Regions from separate parts of the Gossypium hirsutum genome. Here region 2 is linked to region 1. The links are chromatin contacts, called in public Hi-C maps. All regions are on one chromosome and are shown on one strand. The core of a region is the stretch at or near the end of the contact, and the rest is flanking DNA. Distances in the headings are between cores, read along the strand shown. Region 1 has its middle 32 kb from the start of LOC107902306. Region 2 holds the start of LOC107939376 (protein PLANT CADMIUM RESISTANCE 2).

What was found. Hi-C and Micro-C count contacts between places; a contact is called where the count stands out from the background.
Region 2: a Hi-C map of leaf shows a contact between it and region 1, with 2.3 times the contacts expected there. The contact joins the promoter of LOC107939376 here to the enhancer-like site in region 1. A contact is called at or near these places in 3 of 34 Hi-C or Micro-C datasets (all in leaf).

Annotation. Positions count from the first base shown.
Region 1 is chrA01:82,958,547-82,961,756 of Gossypium_hirsutum_v2.1, reverse strand. It overlaps the pseudogene LOC107903727. Among protein-coding and RNA genes, the nearest start is that of LOC107902306, 32 kb to the right of the region's middle. Within about 2 kb of position 1,331, at least 4 of the 9 cell types and tissues checked have an H3K27ac peak or open chromatin away from gene starts, as enhancers often do. A contact at or near this core is called in leaf, where this site is marked.
Region 2 is chrA01:83,316,319-83,319,745 of Gossypium_hirsutum_v2.1, reverse strand. LOC107939376 (protein PLANT CADMIUM RESISTANCE 2) reads right to left here and starts at 1,429. Exons shown (of 4, transcript XM_016872706.2): 1 at 973-1,429; 2 at 803-874; 3 at 505-717; 4 at 101-404. The coding sequence starts at 1,159. The coding sequence ends at 319. LOC107939372 (protein PLANT CADMIUM RESISTANCE 2) reads right to left here and starts at 3,350. Exons shown (of 4, transcript XM_016872701.2): 1 at 2,981-3,350; 2 at 2,758-2,829; 3 at 2,459-2,671; 4 at 2,049-2,348. The coding sequence starts at 3,158. The coding sequence ends at 2,263.

The DNA of each region.
Region 1 (3,210 bases), core at 82-2,581:
ATTGTGGATGTGAATTGTGCAACATGGAAGAATTACCTGGAAAATGATGATGATGAGACGGTCAATGGTGGAGTGAAAAATGGAAAAGCTTAGAAAAAAAAAAAAAGAAAATTTCAGCCATGCACATGTATCAATAATAAGTGTTATGATGAATGGATACTGTGGTCAATTTCGATGCCTTTTTATAATTGCTAGGAATGTAGTTTCTTTCTTTATAAATCAATTTTTGGTTTTTCTACACTCCAAATTTTGTCAAGAGAAGCCTTTTTTTTTTCTTTGTAGGAAAATGACAAGTATCGAAACAATTGGAAAAATAGGCTACTATTCATGGTTTTGCTGGAGATATTTCCAATGGTGGTGGAAATGATCATGCTGGCAGAGTGTCAATAAAGGTAATGAATGTGATGGGGCATGTCATTCAGAGCAAAGGACCGAGGCTTGCTGAGGCAGATGAACAAGTTAATTGACCCACAAAAACAAATTAACTTCTCATGGAGGATCTAAGTGTTTTATCTAAGGCCGAATGATGGTTGTACCCGTCATAGAAACAAATCCATTGTAACTCATGTTTTGATCTATATATATCCCCTTACTGCCATTGAAGGGGAAATGAAGATGTTGATTGGTTAAATTTCTTTGTTGTTTTTTTGCAATCAATAATACTTGTGCCGGCAAAGAAAAAGGATGCAATCTTTAAAGTGTGGAAATGCAAGTGTTTTTGTTAATTGGGAACACTTGGAATCCTTTGATTTCACAATAATAGGGCAGGGTGACCATTTTCGCACACCACTCGGAATTGTCATCATCCTTTTACATTGTTGTTTTGGAGTGTAGAAATCAAGGGTGCGCTGAAAAGAATGCCAGGAGTCCCACAAGCGGTGCATTGATGTACGTTGTGGGCTCCGACTCTTGAAAATAAGGCCTTGAATCTGGAAAAGCATCCGACACGTTAGGCCCACCAACCACTGCTCCCAGCAATAAATTGGGGTTTGGGTTCGGACTTACGTAATAGCGAGACCCCGCTTTACAGCCGATGCGAGCCGGGTGGGCCGCCACCGATGGCAGTGAGCTTCCCCTGTGATGAATCCTCTGAGGAAAGCGTGAACCGTACCCAACCATGTAGGACATCCCTAGTGGATTATCTCCCAGAATGTAGTTCACCTATATTTTCCACAATGAACTACAATTATTAATTCTGCGGTCCATCTTTTTTTTTTCTATTTAGATAAGAAAATGACCCCAAAATCACGTGGGGGTGTGGTCTTTTAATGATCATGCAATATCAAACATTCCTAGATCAGACATAGTTACATATTCACCATAAAGACAAAATCTAGCCGTTCATTTTGTCTGATTTAGGATATGGTCCCCTGATTTTTAATGGTGATGTCTATAGCTAAATAACTTCACTTTATCGAGATATAACAACAAACAAACAAAGGGTGGTGAAAAAGGATAAAATTGTTACCTGGCGTTTAGCCAACTGTTTGAGAAGGGCAGGGGAGGCTGATCTTTCACCACATGGCACCGCCTTGTTAGCGTGGCTTAGATAATTAGAATAGGCCAGAAGTAGGAAAGACAGTGACGTTACATGCTGCATGTTACTCCCTCCTGCTTTGAAGATCAGCCCACCTTTTTTTTTTTCCATCAAGAGAAGAAAAGGGTTAGTTTCTTAATTACCAGAAAACCACATGGATTCTGCAAAAAAAGCACTTAATTACAAATACAGTTCATCCAGCCTTGTACCACATGTGACAAACCTAATCATTTGCTTTCCTTATTCTTATTTATAATAGGGTTACTTTTGTCCTTTTTCTCCAGAGATCCTGTGTTTTACGAAAGGAAGGTGAAAGTAAGCATTTTTACCAGGAGAGTATTGAACTTGAGGATGAGAAATCCCAGGCAATACAGAGCAAATAAAACCATCAGCATTTGCTTGAATGACTGGAAATAGTCAGCTCTTCCCATCAGCACTTCCTGCACACAGACAATACTAATTAACAACTATGTATCAGCTTCAATGTATGATATACTGAATCCCCTGATATATTACTGCAAAACCCGTAAATCCTAAAGTTATGCACAAAATATTAAATGCATGAATAGAAAGAAATCATGTACATGTTATCGGAATACTTTTTAAGAGTGAGAGGTCGTTAACGAAGGAGTCGTCATCAACTTTCAAGAAAAAGTTAAATGTGAAAGATAATGGGGTTAGCATGGTAGGGAACCGTTGCCCCAGACTTTAGGCACATGCATGTAGCAGTAGCTCGCAGAATGGGGACCCACGAGAAAACAGATCTCTAAACTAAGATGCTTAGACTTTGATGCCACCTCCAGTTGAGCACAAAATTCGGTTTATGATTGAGGAAACAAGACACCAACCTTGAATCCAGTCCATCAAAGCACAGTTTTAGCCTCTTTTGGCTCCAAATACTTGGTTCTTTAATTATTTTAATATTTAAAGAGAATGTCCAGATTGGGTTGTCAATGCACAAATTATGCTTCACATGGAAAGCCAAATTCTATGCTTAGATACATTTTATCATATACCCTTTTTTCCATGTCACATAATTATTGAGTCATTCCCCCATCTTATCTATTTTATATGTTAGAAATTGGTAGTAGCATTTATTTTATACAAAAAAGAGAATATCGCAATCTAACTTCTCCTTGGTTTAAAACCTGACCAAATGAAATCTAACTTTATTTTTTTTTCTAGTGACCTGGATTGATAATAAGTCCAAAACTTCACAGCTTGCAAACTGTTTTCAGTTGCTCTAAAAGAAATCTTAAAAAAGAAGAAGGGGGGTTTGAAAATGGGGAAGAAAACTCCTCCACAAGATGTGAGGTCTGTTGCGGAAGCGACGATAATATTAATAACAATATTATCAGAAATATTTAGATAATTATTATGCCAACAATTATACTAAGAAAATTCCCAGTTAAATTGGAGGGGTCACAATGGTCCCGCTTAAAACCCAACAACTAGACAGAACTCACTTAGATATTTATAGCAATAATAACTAAATAAATATAACCAACATAAAGCTATTAAATAAAAGCAAACAAATAAGAAATAAAATACCAGAGTTTTAACGAGGTTCGGCCAATTTAGCTTACGTCCTCGGACACTACCAAATTAATATTTCCTCTAGAAATATTACAAAGGAGAAGATTTTGGGATGATACAACCAAAGGGGGAGGGGT
Region 2 (3,427 bases), core at 180-2,679, 360 kb before region 1:
GATCAATATTTGTTAAAATCATCTTCCATTCAACTTGATTTAAGATAATGCGGGAGTGTCTGGGTAAAGAAGAAGAAATATAGTTACCAAAAGCTAGAGATTTATATTGTGGAAACCTAAGACAAAATAAACATTTTATAATAACCAGTAAATTGCAAAATATTGATCGCCATCAAACTCAACAGTTATTATTGTTTTAAAAAAGGGCAGAGGTGAAATTACACTTGGTTTTTTCTTTTTGGTCCAAATCCTTTTGTCTCAACTCAACAATCAACATGCACGTAGATATGGCCATTTAGAAAAGAGAATCATCGTTGTTTATCGTTTCATCCCATCTTCCACCACCGGAGGCATTGACATTTGCATAGCACGATTTCGCATATTCTCCATGTTCGCATGCCATCCTGTATAAAATCAGGTAATGAAGAGAGAAATGTAGATATATAAAATGATAATATTTAATGGAGTGAAAAGAAGGCTTAAAAATGTAAATTAATAACGTACCAATGTACATATCGAAGCCACGGCTTTTGAGCTCGCGGTATTCTTGACACAAGGCGCAGACCTCGCAGCAAAGATGAAGGCACCAATCTGGGTACGGTGTCTCTGCCAACATGTATTGATTCCTCATTCTTGAGCGATAGAAGCATGAGTACATACAAGCTAGCCCCGACATCCAAAATATTATTGAGTACAGAACTCCACTTGCTAGGCATGCTGCAACTCACGCATTCAAATAACTAACTAAAACACCAAGCCAATTAACTTTAAACCAAAAAGAAGAAAAAAAGAAGAAGCTTACAGACTGATCCATTATCGACAATCTCAGCAATCTGTCCGAAGGTGATGCAAGGACAAAAACATGTGATGATACCTAAAAAAAACATTTCAATATGATAACAAATTCCCATTTTCGGGTTCCAAAAAAATTTAAAAAAATAATAGAAGGAAAAGGAAAAAGGAAAAGCTTACAGTTTGGAATATCGTAGCAGCAATCACAGAGTCCTGTAGACCACAGGACTTTCCCAGCAGGGTGCATGTAATAGTTTTGATTACGCATTTGCTGGTTTGGGTCAGCAACAGGAGCGAAAGGTGGTGGAGCCGGTTGCCCATACTGATAAGGTGCTGGTGGCCATTGTGGATGTTCTGTTGGGAACATGGCGATGGTGGGTGGGTGTTCTATTAAAGAGTTACCCTATTAATTCAATACAGAAAAAGAAGACGAATGGATGGATGTTGAAAGGCTTTTGAAATCTATTGGGGGGGGGGGGGAAAGAAACCTATTCAACGAGAACAGATTTCCTCTGCTCCCCTTTGGTGTCCGTCTTTCTGATTCTTCTTTCTTCTTTTTTTACCGACAGATTTCGTTTCCTCTTTTTTTTGGGGCTCCAATTCTAAATATTATTTCGACACGTGTTCAAAGTTATTTGTTGTTTATAAACACTTCATTTATTTATTTATTTATTTTAACATATATGATAAAAAACAACCATTGAATGGACACCAAAAGAGGCACGAAATGAGGAAGAGAAATGGGTTTATACTGAAACTTTGCAAGACAAGTCTGCTGAATGTCTTTAATTAATCTACACCCATTTCTAACCAAATATGCCAAACCTTTTTCTATGTAATTTGCAGGTAAATCACCAAACGTTTTACCACCTTGAGATATTCTAAAATCACCTGTTTTGTTTACCAAACCATGACAACCTAATTACAACCAAATTAAATGGTTTCTTTTTGCTTAATATTAATATATATTTAATTAATGAAGGAAATAATAAAATATTTACAGCTAGATTTTTTAAATTTCTTTTTCTTTCAATTCCCAATACTTTTTTTTTATTTAGATTAAATATAAATTAATTCCCCTTTATCTATTTTATCAAATTTATTGTACCAAGGGACTATCCCAGCAGGCTGTATGTAATTTTGAGTAGGTTTTATTTGAGGTAATGGCAAACCAGTTGCCCAAAGTAATGAAATGCTTATATATAGATATTTTAATTTCAAAAAAAAAAACATGTGATATTTCATCGCAGCTAATGTAATATATCAAATGTACAAGACTTTAATATATAATGACGACACTCAACCACACTCACATCAAATGAAAGACTTAATCGAAAACCGTCCTAAATATAGGTGCGAATATCTTTTTCATGCCACTTCTCCATCATTGGAGCCACAGTGGCATCACATGAATAATAACAACAATAATAAAATAAATATCATAGAGAACCATCCAAAATATAGATGAAATTATCTTTTCATGTCACTTTCCATCACCGGAGCCGATGGCATTTGGAGGCCTTGATTTTGCTGCCTCGCCATATTTCCATGCCATCCTACATATTTCAAACCAAAAGACAAATAAGACCATATGGAAATGCATGGAATTAAGTGAAAATTTAAAATAAAGTATTTCTTTTCTTCAAAATAAAAATAAAAATAGTACCAAGGGACATGTCGAAGCCACGGTTTTTGAGCTCGCGATATTCTTGACACAAGGCGCAGGCCTCGCAGCAAAAATGAAGGCAGCAATCGTTGCAAGGCCTATCTTCCAACATGTATTCACTCCTCATCCTGGAACGATAGAAGCAGGAGTATATGCAAGGACACCCCGTCAATATTCCAATTAATGCGTACAGTGCTCCACTTACTCCGCATGCTGCACCATTTTTTACATATTAACCCACCGCCCTTTCTTCCTTATAACTTGCATCTTATTCAATCCAAAAAAAAAAAAAAACTTACAGGTTGATCCATGGTCGACGATTTCAGCAATTTGTCCAAAAGTGATGCAAGGACACCAACATGTGAGGCAACCTGTAAAAATTCAATTAAATAAAGTAAGTACAAAAAAAAGAAAAAAAGAAAACAATGATGAGAGTAACTTAAAATCTCAAAAAGAAAGACTATTTTGGGTTTAGACAGGAACAAAAAAGGATGAGAGGTTTAATAGAAAGGAAAAGCTTACAGCTAGGAAGATCAGAGCAGCAATCGCAGAGTCCGGTGGACCAAGGGACGTTCCTAGGCGGTTGCGTGTAATTTTGCTGAGGATATTGAGGGTTAATGGGAACACCAGTTACTGGAGCTTCTTGCACAAAGTGATGAGGATTTGCGGAGGTTGATTGGTTCGTGGGGTTTTTGGTCATGACTGCAGATGTTGTGTTCTTCAGACTTAACTTCCTGAAGGAAAAATAAAGTTGAAGGCTTCCAGGGAAAACAAAGATGACAGGTTTATGTTTATATATGGAAAGTTGAAACAAGAAGAAATAACACAAACAACACGCTTTCACCACATAAATCGGCCTCAAATAAATCTAGGAATTGTCAGAATATCGTTTGGCGCGTTGAGACAGTCAACAATGGGCCTGTTTTAAATGTAGTTCTTAATTTCACCAAAAAACAAATGTATTTCTTA